Regions from separate parts of the Mus musculus genome. Here regions 1 and 3 are each linked to region 2. A link is a contact called in public HiChIP or PLAC-seq data. All regions are on one chromosome and are shown on one strand. The core of a region is the stretch at or near the end of the contact, and the rest is flanking DNA. Distances in the headings are between cores, read along the strand shown. Region 1 overlaps Ptprn2 (protein tyrosine phosphatase, receptor type, N polypeptide 2). Region 2 has its middle 8.0 kb from the start of Gm5441. Region 3 overlaps Ptprn2 (protein tyrosine phosphatase, receptor type, N polypeptide 2).

Region 1 (4,039 bases), core at 683-3,182, 520 kb before region 2:
TTGCCACATGTGCCACCCCAGTGCTGGTGTCCCTTCACTCTGCTTGGGATATTGGTGGGACCAGTGACATCCCACAAAAATCTGTGCCATTTCATGAGAGCCTAGGTTCTATTTGAACTCTGTGCTCTAACCAGCTTTGACCAGTGCTGTTCTGTGAGATAGGGTAGAGCACCCCTTGCAGAAAACAGTTACTGGAGGAGGTTCAGATCTACCATATATCATGGGTGAGTGCAGGATAAACTGAGTGCTGGTATGGAGACACTTCATCATGGTGTAGGCAGAAGTAATCCTAGGATTCCCAGCCAGGAAGGTGGGTTGAAAGACTGTACTTTCTTGTAGAGCCCATCACTGTCTGATACTCTTTGGTCTTTATAGGATGAGAGAAGTAGTTGTATCTGGAGTTTTTTTGCCTGCACCCAGGGCATTTATGGGTTGGTGTCTTTAGCTCCACATCTGGTCACTTGGAGAAAGGGCATGAAGCTTTGCTGTAGGCTCCTTCTTTACCTGTTCTCTCCACCCTTGGCCCTCCATATCTATGGCTGCTAGAGTTTGTCAATGAATGAAGAGGAGACATTAAGTCTACTTTCCTGCACATGGTTCATCTTCTCAGTTTTAAGCAGATGGGTCCTTTCTTCTAGGGTACTTTGTTTCTTTGGTAGTTCAGCGTGATGCTAAGTCAATTTTCTTTCCAATATATAAATACTTTCTGCTCAAATGAAAGCTTAGAAGTCTGGGCTGGAGTCCGGATCCCTTTCAGACTGCCTGTGTAGCTGACTGCACCCTGGCCATCATGCTCCTGAAGCCCTGCCACAGAGCTCAGCACATGCAGTACTGTGTCCAAGTAGTGTGCTCTTTAGACCCAAAACATGTGTGCTTGAGAGTGTGTGCATGGACTTACGGGTCTGTATGTGTAGGTGTCCATGTTGTGCATGTGTGTGCATAGGAAGCCAGAGGACAACCTTTGGTGCTGTTTCTCAGGAGCAACCTCTGCTGTTTTTAAAGATGGAGTCTCTCATTGGCCTAAAACCTGACTGTTAGACCGACCAGTGAGCCCCAAGAATCCCTGTTTCCACCTCCTTAATTCTGGGGTTCCAAGCATGTGCTCTCATGCTCAGCTTTTTAAATGTGGGTTCTGTAGATCAAACAGACCCTTGAATATGCAAGCTGTGCACTTTACCAACAAAGTCATCTCCCCAGCCCAGAAGATGCCATGTTTAATGACATTTTTTTCATGCAAAGTTCCTTTATGGTCTCAAGTTTCTGTTGCCTGATAAATATTAATCGTAAGACTGTCCTTGGGGAATAGCATGTTTAAAATATGTGTATTTTTTAAACCCAAAATGCTAGCTGTTGGGCTAATATTGCAAAGTGCTTTCCATTGAGAATTCCCCTGGGAATGGACAGAGGGGGGGCTCAGAAGCATGCCTGGCCAAGAACCTGCTTTTCTGATGCCTTCACTACCAAGCATTGCAAGCTACATAGATTGGTCCAAATTCCCTGCAGTGACTTTCCTTCCACAGAGAGATGCTCTGAAGGACCTAGGGCTGAAACCGGAGTCCTCCTGGCATTTTCACCATTGGGCCTCTGGGGACTTAGGATGTGCCAGCCATTTGATTCTTGCCATCTGTAAGCTTTAACAATTCATATTTGCATTAAAATGTTTAAATATGTTCATGAAAACCACTTCTCTATACTTTAAATTTCATCCAGAGTATATGCTCTAGGCTTTATTACCATACTAGTCACACATTCATATGTGCACACAAATATGCACACATACACAAATATACCTTCCCATGCATACACATATACACTCATATGCATGATCATCACATATGAACACATATACATACACAGTCACATGTATGCAAACGCATACATACACAGAGCTGTCCTGACTTGAAGGCTTTGTAACTTGTTTTTTGCACAGAGCATAAAAATATACCTCTGTAATTATGTGATGCTTAGTGATTAGATAATTATGGATAATTGCATGGGGTAGCTCTAAGTGTGAAAGCGTTACCGTAAGATCTAAAATGTACAAATTGCATAATAATTATTCTTGGGAGTTATTTGGTAATTCTGAGAATAATTATCATGTGATCCACAGTGCATGTAATTAATGCACAATTGCATGGATTTTTGCCTTCATAACTGCTTCCCCTTGTTATAAAGCTCTTTGTCACAACATTTGAGTGTAAATATAATGTAATTGGCTCTGAGATTTAGTACATTAAATCCACAGTAACTGCTTCACAAGAGTGTAACCCTATCCAGCCAAACGCTGGGCTCTCAGGCAGGATGGGTTAGGGAAAACATTGTTCCAATGTGGTATGGCAACTAGGTCAGCACAACAGTGGGTGTGCCGAGCAAGGCAGTATGGCAAGTAGGCTGGGCAACGACATGCATGTTGTTGTTGGGGGCCTCTTTGCTGCCGGTGAACCTACCCAGGTAGACAAGGTCCATCTTCTGTGTTAGACAAAAGCCTCTCTCAGTTTCTGTTTCCTTTGTCTCCCAGCCACAGCCAACACCCGTTGCACCTATTTTTAAAGCAACAGAGCAAAGCACTGACTATCACTTGTGTCTGGAGATTTAAGAAAGATAAAGGAGATCTTACTCAACCTCACAAGGCCCCCATGGTTTTCTGGAAGAACAGGGACCTGTAGGAGTCTGGAGTAAGAGTTTAGCCACATTTGCAAATTCATGCCTCAGGTTTTACTCCTTTCCCTACAGGTTTCACGTGGCAAGATGACTATACCCAGCGTGTGATTGCCCAGGAGCTTGCAAACCTCCCCAAGGCCTACCTATGGCATGGGGAAGCGTCCGGCCCAGCCAGGTATGTGTGGGCATGACTTGCCTCTTCTTATTCCCGGACGTAGCTGTATCATTAAGTTTGGCTACTATTAGCATAGGGAAGCAACTCCCACCTTTTGGGTGTAGAATGGATACCCATGAGGAAGAGGATACCCAAGAGAAAGAGATGCAAGGCATCTTTATACAGTGGAGTAACCCTGAAATGTGGTGCCTTGGACACTGAGAGGCACACTGTGGGTCTTTTTTGTACTTGTCCCTGAGACCCCAGAAGAGCTCTGCACCTTCAGAGCCATAGTCTTGCAAAGTAAGGTCAAGAATTCTGGTTTCTTACTAGCAAATTGTGTTAACAACATTGCAATGAGCAGGATTAATTCAGAAAGTCGTGATCTTTCTTTCCCAAAGCCCAGCAGCCTGTATTGAGCAACAGTGTGTTCTGTACCATCTCATTCACCTGAACTTACAGCTATAGGGTGATGACCTGGGAGTCCCACTTCCAATAGATCATGAAATGGGCAACATTGCCCAAAGAGAAATTACTGCAAGAATGAGCTGGACTGGTATGCTGTATTCTCGGACCTTTGGAACCTTTCCCAAAGGCTTAGTTTACAGGGTTCATTGTTTCCCTAAGCAACAGAATTCATTCTCTCTCTCTCTCTCTCTCCCTCTCTTGTTCTTGCTCTCTCTCTCTCTGGAATTTTTTACATTATATTTATTTCTGTGTGTTGAGGAGGCATGCATACACATAAAGAGTGTGGGTGGGGTTAGAATACAATCTGCTGGGCTAGTTCCCCCATCCACCATGTTGTTTCTGAAGATAGAATCACATCCTCACAGGGCACAGCCAGCACCTTGACCTGCTCGTCCATCTTACAGTCAGAAAACTTGAGCTCTAGTAGCTGTTTATTAAGCATATTCCACAATCCAGTCAAAACCCTTTTTCTGTCACTAACCAAGAATTTGTTCTACTATTTACCAATGTTCTAAGATCAGTCTTACAATAAATTATCTGACCCATTTCCTGAACACCTTTGAAAAGGCTTCTAAATAAAATAATTATGTTAAATCATATAAAAGTTTCTAGCACAAGTGTTTGGCATATTGCAAAATTAACCATAAACATTTTTGTGCTAGTTTATTCTCTCATCAGTAATGTGTGACATGAGACAGCTCTATTATCAGATACCTTGGCAGGCAAAAGCCATACTGTTCTAGCTACATCTCTTTG
Region 2 (3,704 bases), core at 1,080-3,579:
CTGCACGCAAAGGTCAGAGGTCAAATCTGAGTGTCTTCCTCAAACATTCTCTATCCTTTTTGGAAAGAGTCTCTCACCAACCCTCCCTGCAGCTCATTGATTCTGCTAAGCTGCCAGGCCAGGGAGCTTTAGAGATGCTCCTGCTTCCATTCCACCCCTGCTCTGGGTTTATAGACATACTCTCCCACACACAGCTCTTATGTAGGTGCTGGGATCTATAAGCAGGTCCTGATGCTTGCATGGCTGACATTTACCAACTGAGCCATCTCCCCAGCCCCAGTACCATACCTCCGTCATCCACTCATCTGATGATGGGGAGCTAGACTGAGCCCATGACTTGGCTGTGTGAGCATGGCTAGGCAGGTATCTCCAATCTGTGATAGACGTTCCTTTGGTATATATTTTCATGAATGGTACAGCTGGATCGTATGAAGTTTGGGTTTTTGTTTTACATTTTTTTTAAAAGATTTATTTATTTATTATATGTAAGTACACTATAGCTGTCTTCAGACACACCAGAAGAGGGCATCAGATCTCATTACGGGTGGTTGTGAGCCACCATGTGGTTGCTGGGATTTGAACTTCGGACCTTCGGAAGAGCAGTCGGGTGCTCTTACCCACTGAGCCATCTCACCAGCCCTTGTTTTACATTCTTATTAGCTGTGGATAAGGGTGCAATCCTGTCCTGTTGTTATGGCAATGACCGTTCTGATAGACAGGAGATGTAATCTCTGTGTTCACTTGGTTTGTATTACCCTGATGGATACTGATTCTGTGAGCATTTGTGGGTTGGTTTTTTTTTTTTTTTTGTATACTTATTAGCCACTTATATTTTTTTATTTTGAGAAGTGTCTATTCAATTCAATCACCTGCTTATTGACTGGATAAGGGGAAGAGAGTTTGGTTTTAATTTTAAAAATGATTTATACAGTCTGGATATTTAATTTCTGGTCACATGGATAACTGGAAAAGGCTTTTTTTTAAGTTTGTTTGTTAAGTAAATAAATCATTTATTTTTATGTGTTCTGGTGTTTTGCCTGCGTGTATGTCTGTGCACCACCTGTGAGTGCCTGGTGCTTGCGGAGGTCAGAAGATCCCCTAGAACTGGAGTTAAAGACAGTTGGCAGCTACTGGGCATTGAAAGCAGGCCCTCTGCAAGAGCAGCCAGTGCTCCTGCCTGCTGAGCCATCTCTCCAGCTCTCTTTTAGCTTTGATGTTCTCCCCCATCCGCTCAGGTGTGGGAAGCATGTATGTGCACATATGGAACCCAGATGTTGGCTCTCCTGCCTTCCCCAGTAACTTATTTTTTGAGACATGGTCTCTCACTGATCCCAGAGGTCACTGTTTTCGTAGACTGGCTGGCCAGTGAGCCCCTGGGATATACCAGTTCCTACTCCAGTACTGGAGGTACAGTCTCACATCCCACACCCAGCGCCTGTGTGCATTTTACCCTCTGAACATCTCTCCAGAGCAAACCAAAGACGTTCCCAAATTGTGTTGGCTGCCTCTTCACGATGCAAAAATCCTGCCAATAGTTCTGAGCAAGCTGTACCACAGCAACACTGCTACCCATCCTGGAGCCCAGAGCTGCTCCACAGGGCACATGGAATGATCAATAGGCATTGAGACTTCCTCCTGACATCCACGCTCATGGACATACACTCTGGATGCTGGAAAGAGAAAGGGTAGGGGACAGAGCTTCTGTCCTCTGACCCGTGACCTCAGGGCAGTGGGGTAGCATCAAAGCCACTATGCTGACAGTGACCCTGCAATGCAGGCCCTCTCTTGCCCTCGCTGTTGCGGGCTTCTGTGCACAAAGATGGCTGGAACCGGGTTGGGGGGGGGAGTGCGGGGAGAGCTATAAATGAGGGAGAGAGAGAGAGAGAGAGAGAGAGAGAGAGAGAGAGAGAGAATGGATGAACCTGAGACCTGGCCTTCAGTGCTTGCACTGTGCCCACAGGAGGAGGCCATGCACTTAGAAAATGTCATGTCTAGTGTTTGTATAAAATGTCATGTTAGTGTTTATATTCCATTTCTCCTCTCAGCACAAAAAGAGAGAGAAAAGCGAGCATGCCCCACAGGGTCACAGGACCAGAGAAAATCCTGCAAGGCCCTCAGCACAAATAGCAGAGCTTGGCCCAGGCCCTTTGCATGAAAATCAGCACCCATCTCAGCAGAAGCCACTGCCAGGGGCAACTGGGGCTTGGACAGCGCTCCGTCAGATTTAAAACTGATTTTTTTTTCTTAAGAAACCAGAAGAAAAGGGGGTGCTTTGAGCTCATCTGCATTACAGATCAGGTCTCTCCGAGAGAATCAGCCATCCATAATTCATTACATGTTTCCTGCCGGGGATGGAGACAGCCTGATCCTAGCAACAGAGTCATAGCAACAGGAGCTGAAGCAGAGCTGCTCCGCCCACCAGGGGGAGGAGAGGAAGGGGAGAGGTGCGCGGCTTCTTGCTCCTCAGGAGGGCTGGCAAAGTTCACCGGGTTATAAAGGAAGATGGAGGCTGAGAGTGGAGGTGGGTTTGAGAAAACTGGGAAAGGCGTGGGTGGGAGACTGAGGGAAAGCATATGAATTTGAGTTGCATAAACTCTAGCTAAGAAGGTAAGAAGCTAGTAAGTAGCGTTTGGAAAGAGCCCTGCCAGCTGCCACACTGCCTGGCGCCCATCGGTATACAGACGGGGGTCACTAAAAGACCACATCACTGTCAATTGTTACAAGAACTGCATAATTCGAGGAGTGCCTGACAGCTAGTGTGAGGGAGTCCGTGGCACTAGAGTGAACATAGTGGAAACGGCGCCCTCGGTCCTCACTTGTTTCATCTGAAGAGTCACCATCTGGAATGAGACTTGCGGTGCGCTCTAGACATACCTGCTGTTTGACCCCCTTGCTATCAAATGGAAAATCCCCTGAACTCTGACCACTTGATCTTGGGATCTGTGGCTCTATGAGGAGAATGTGTTTCTTCTATATTCGGCACAGTCAAGGATGCTGGAAGAGCCACTGGAAACTTCCAAAGTGATGTGGGAAACACCATTGATGGTATATATGGAAGACATTATCAGAGCAACTGACAGCCATGAGCTGTGTGAAAGCCACCACCAGAGCCACTGAAACCTGAGAAGCCACATGAGGGACACCTCTGGGGTTACAGGAACCCTCAAAGCTGTCAGTGCTTGGTCAGTAGAGAATGTGAGCCTTGCCACACCTATGTCTGGACTCAAGCCAGGGTCTTCTGAAATAAGAGCTAGTGCTCTTAACAGCTAAGCTAAGCTCTCTCTGGCTCCCAAACCTTGCTTTTGAAGGCCTCATTTTATTTTATTTTATTAGCCTTTAAAAAGGGTCCTTGTCACAGCAGTTGCCACGCAGTCCCCAACTTTTTGATGGAGCCATGGTTAGATGTACAGCATTTAGTCACCTACATTGTTCTCTAGAAAGTATGACTACTCACAATGCAACAGTGGACTCCAAGCCACTGAGACCAGCATAGAGCTCTCAAACATCACACACATCACTCTTGCCTTTAGCTTGAGGGTGGTCCGCTGACATATGACAACTACAGGCACACTTCTGGTGACAGTATCTCTGCCAGGTGAAGAGAATGCCACCTCGCTTTGCATTCCTTCATTTTCTTCACAGCACACGCCCTCCAGAGTAGCATGCTGGCTGCTGGGGCTCTGGGGATGCGGCACTGATCTAGA
Region 3 (4,032 bases), core at 119-2,618, 670 kb before region 2:
TGTTACAGAGTTCTTATCTTAAAAATATGCTTCATGACAGCACATGAGGATAAGACTGGCAGTGTGGGCCAGGTCTGGGTCTTTGTGGCTGAGGCAGGGCCTCAGGATATTCCTGTTGCCTTGTTCCCTGAATTCTGCTGGATGCAACTGGCTTCCTGACTCGCCATGTTCTTCACTTACGTATGAGATAGTGAAAGTTAGAAGCCAGTGCTTTTGTGTGATCTTCACCTAGAAGCTTACGTAGGTGATGACTGCTGCCTGACACATACCTGTATTGGAGACTTGCTTCATGTACTTGCTAAGAATTATGGCAGTTATCAGCCCAAGGCTAACACTGATGGGAGAAAGAAATTTAGAGATCAATACGGGCTATATTCACTTGTAAAATTCAAGATTTGCTTGTTGGAGATCACGAGCAGAGGTTCTCTAGGAGTAGTTGGTAGGTGTAGCTCACGGGTCTGCCTCATCACGTGTATCCTCTTGGTGTCGCCCAGCTGTCTGCATGGTATGTTCCTGTGGGAGCTGGCCTTGTGAAGTGATGTACACTGCAAGAATTTGTCCTGTAGACCCAGGGAACAAGACAAATGGCAAAGAAAAAGGCCTAGAGCAGGAGGGCCCTGGATATTATTATAGCCCTGCCCACCAGGATTTCTGCCATATAGCCCCACTTACCAGGCTTTTGCCTCGCCCATTTTTCTTAGCTCTGCAGTGACACCATGTTTCCTAGATGCTGCTCCTTCCTGAGTTTAGCCCAGTATTTTGACTCCTCTTGGAAACTTGTGGAAGTGAACATCTAATTCAGAGATTCAGCATTAATCTGGAATACATATGGAGAAACTAGAGACCCCTGCTGCATCTATACTGTTGGCCAGAGTTCCTCAGACACCAAGTCAGCTCTGTTCATCTCTACCCTAACACTATTGTTTTCAAGTCCCAATTGTGAGGGGGAAAGAATTCCTCAGAAAATGGTAGGCTCTGGCAATAGAAACATATCTAGAACTCAGGGAAAGAACACCTTATTCCAAGTCCCATGTTCCATACCAATATATTTGGCTGCTTTTAAAGTTATTTCTATCTACAATAGACCTGGAAACAGAACTCAGTTGAATGACATTGTATTTGTTTTGTTTTGTGACCACATGCAAAGTAAAATAAATCCAAGAATGCAACCTTGGCTGTAAAAGAACTCTGATTCTAGTAGGAACATGTCCTGAGTTGAGTCCCAGCAAGTGACAGGAGAACACGCTCTTAGTCTTACTGCCCTGTGCTCTCAAACAGTGTGTGTTCTGGGAGATGGAGTTGCAGCTGCCATGCTGTGTTCTGGGGAAATGAGGAGAGATGTGAGGCTTGTTCAAGGGTTGCCATGGTAATTCCTCATTATCTTCAAGATGCAGAGAGGCTTGTGTGCTGAGGATTGACAGTTTATGACTGTGCAGCAGCTTCTTCTGATGATTCTGTTTGAGTGTGTGCCTGCACATGCTGCACTGCCTGTGTGCATGCGCCTGTGCACGTGTACTGCACACACAATTCTACTCATGGTGTGCTTTAACCACACATGTATACATGTGCTGTTTCCTAGAGGAGCAAATGTGTTTCTCAGCTTTGTGGCCGATTCAACAGAAATCCGAGTTTCTTCCTTTGTAGAAGAAAGGGAGCAGCAAAAAGGGGGAGAGGAGGGAGGAGCAGTGAGAAGGGGAGAGGAGGGAGGAGCAGTGAGAAGGGGAGAGGAGGGAGGAGCAGTGAGAAGGGGAGAGGAGGGAGGAGCAGTGAGAAGGGGAGAGGAGGGAGGAGCAGTGAGAAGGGGAGAGGAGGGAGGAGCAGTGAGAAGGGGAGAGGAGGGAGGAGCAGTGAGAAGGGGAGAGGAAGGAGCAGTGAGAAGGGGGAGAGGAGGGAGGAGCAGTGAGAAGGGGGAGAGGAGGGAGGAGCAGTGAGAAGAGGAGAGAAAAGAGGAGCAGTGAGAAGGTGAGAGGAAGAGGGAGCAGCAAGCAGAACAGAGAAGGGAAGGAAGGAAGACAACACACCCAGGATGTCTGATGATCTCAAATCCCCAGTCTCCAGAGGAGCTGGGTGCATATGTCCAGCTTGGCTCTCTTGTTGAGCTCATAGGTTACATGACAACAGTTCCACTAATAGGAATTCTTATTCTGATGTCTCTGAGGACAATTTTCCACATATGTGTGTATTTTCTACACTTTTACATTTGAGATTTGTATAGATTATGTTTGAAGAGTGAAGGCTAATTACTAAGGTAATTTTGGAAAAACACCCATATAGACTACTTCGGTGTGCAGATGTTTGTGTACACCAGTGTGTCATGGGAGAAGGTGGCTGTGTGAAGGGAAGTGTCGGGGAAGTGACAGAAAGTTTCCTTGGTAGACAGCAGCTGTCTGTGATCCATCAGGTAGAAGCTCCTAAGAGGGAATATATTTTGAGATTGCTGGGCCTCAATGGCCTGGCTGTATGTAAAGAGATGGTACATCAGCCTCAGTTAAGGATGGCAGCTACATAACTCCGAGTGTGCCTGGTGCCTTCCTGTCTGAGAGGGAATGATTCACACTGCCAGTGTGCAGCATTGTGTTTAATTAAACATCTCTCTTCTTTAATATGAATGCCATTATTACTTGTAAGAGTCTGTCTCTTTATATGTTCTCAGATCTAAGGAGATGCTTAAAATTGATTCACTGTTGGAAACAGAAAAGTGAGCATTCTTGTTTACACTTAAGTGTGTATCAAGTTAAGGCAAGAAAAGCCCTGTACTAGGCAGGCAGATATGTGATCGACTGCAATTAGAAACCAAGATTTTTTTTTTTTGTCATAATTGGTTTGCCTTGTGAGATCCCATTGGCTAGATGATCTTGTAGCTTTCAAAATGCCTTGAAGAAGGAAGAAATAGTTGGTATAGATAGGAAGTTTTGTCTGAAGTCTATGCATGTTTGTGCCTTTGTGTGCAAATATTTGTGTGTGAGTACAGGTTGTGCTTTTGTCTTAGCACAGTTATTTCTGCTTCAGGAGATCCACATGGCTATCCAGGGACCTTGCTCTCTGACCTCTGAGAGCCTCCCACAGAAATTCAAGTGGCACTGTGTGTGTTCTGATTTATTTATTTTTATTTTTTATTAGGTATTTATTTCATTTACATTTCCAATGCTATCCCAAAAGTCCCCCACACGCTCCCCAACCAACTACCCCTCCCACCCACTCCTACTTCTTGGCCCTGGCATTCCCCTGTACATATAAAGTTTGCATGACCAATGGTCTTTCCACTGATGGCCGACAAGTCCATCTTCTGATACATATGCAGCTAGAGACACGAGCTCTGGGGGGTACTGATTAGTTCATATTGTTGTTCCACCTATAGGGTTGCAGATCCCTTTAGCATCGTGGTTACTTTCTCTAGCTCCTCCATTGGGAGCCCTGTGATCCATCCAATAGCTGACTGTGAGCATCCACTTCTGTGTTTGCTAGGCCCCGGCATAGTCTCACAAGAGACAGCTCTATCTGGGTCAAAATCTTGCTAGTGTATGCAATGGTGTCAGCGTTTGGAAGCTGATTATGGGATTGATCCCTGAATATGGCAATCTCTAGATGGTCCATCCTTTCGTCTCAGCTCCAAACTTTGTCTCTGTAACTCCTTCCATGGGTGTTTTGTTCCCAATTCTGAGAAGAGGCAAAGTGTCTACACTTTGGTCTTCGTTCTTCTTCAGTTTCATGTATTTAGCAAATTGTATCTTATATCTTGGGTATTCTAAATTTCTGGGCTAATATCCACTTATCAGTGAGTACATATTGTGTGAGTTCTTTTGTGATTGGGTTACCTCACTCAGGATGATGCCCTCCAGGTCCAACCATTTGCCTAGGAATTTCATAAATTCATTCTTTTTAATAGCTGAGTAGTACTCCATTGTGTAAATGTACCACATTTTCTGTATCCATTCTTCTGTTGAGGGGCATCTGGGTTCTTTCCAGCTTCTGGCTATTATAAATAAGGCTGCTATGAATATAGTGGAGCATGTGTCCTTACCGGTTGGAACA

What was found. HiChIP or PLAC-seq counts read pairs in DNA pulled down with a chosen protein or histone mark.
Region 1: an H3K4me3 HiChIP or PLAC-seq map of embryonic basal ganglia shows a contact between it and region 2, with 3 times the contacts expected there. The contact joins two enhancer-like sites. A contact is called at or near these places in 13 of 484 Hi-C or Micro-C datasets (the N1E-115 cell line, cerebral cortex, cochlea and 3 more), 3 of 115 datasets of contacts at active chromatin or transcription factors (embryonic basal ganglia, forebrain and neural progenitor cells) and 1 of 9 other capture datasets (embryonic stem cells).
Region 3: a contact with region 2 is called in an H3K4me3 HiChIP or PLAC-seq map of embryonic basal ganglia, with 6 times the contacts expected there. The contact joins two enhancer-like sites. A contact is called at or near these places in 3 of 115 datasets of contacts at active chromatin or transcription factors (embryonic basal ganglia, embryonic midbrain and forebrain).

What each region holds. Positions count from the first base shown.
Region 1 is chr12:116,821,584-116,825,622 of GRCm38.p6, forward strand. Ptprn2 (protein tyrosine phosphatase, receptor type, N polypeptide 2) reads left to right here. Exons shown (of 23, transcript NM_011215.2): 4 at 2,734-2,836. Among named protein-coding and RNA genes, the nearest start is that of Gm31336, 66 kb to the left of the region's middle. Within about 2 kb of position 1,933, at least 4 of the 459 cell types and tissues checked have an H3K27ac peak or open chromatin away from gene starts, as enhancers often do. A contact at or near this core is called in embryonic basal ganglia, where this site is marked.
Region 2 is chr12:117,343,117-117,346,820 of GRCm38.p6, forward strand. No RefSeq gene overlaps it. Among named protein-coding and RNA genes, the nearest start is that of Gm5441, 8.0 kb to the left of the region's middle. Within about 2 kb of position 2,330, at least 94 of the 459 cell types and tissues checked have an H3K27ac peak or open chromatin away from gene starts, as enhancers often do. A contact at or near this core is called in embryonic basal ganglia and forebrain, where this site is marked.
Region 3 is chr12:116,676,528-116,680,559 of GRCm38.p6, forward strand. All of the region lies in intron 2 of Ptprn2 (protein tyrosine phosphatase, receptor type, N polypeptide 2), which reads left to right. Among named protein-coding and RNA genes, the nearest start is that of Gm31336, 79 kb to the right of the region's middle. Within about 2 kb of position 1,369, at least 52 of the 459 cell types and tissues checked have an H3K27ac peak or open chromatin away from gene starts, as enhancers often do. A contact at or near this core is called in embryonic basal ganglia and forebrain, where this site is marked.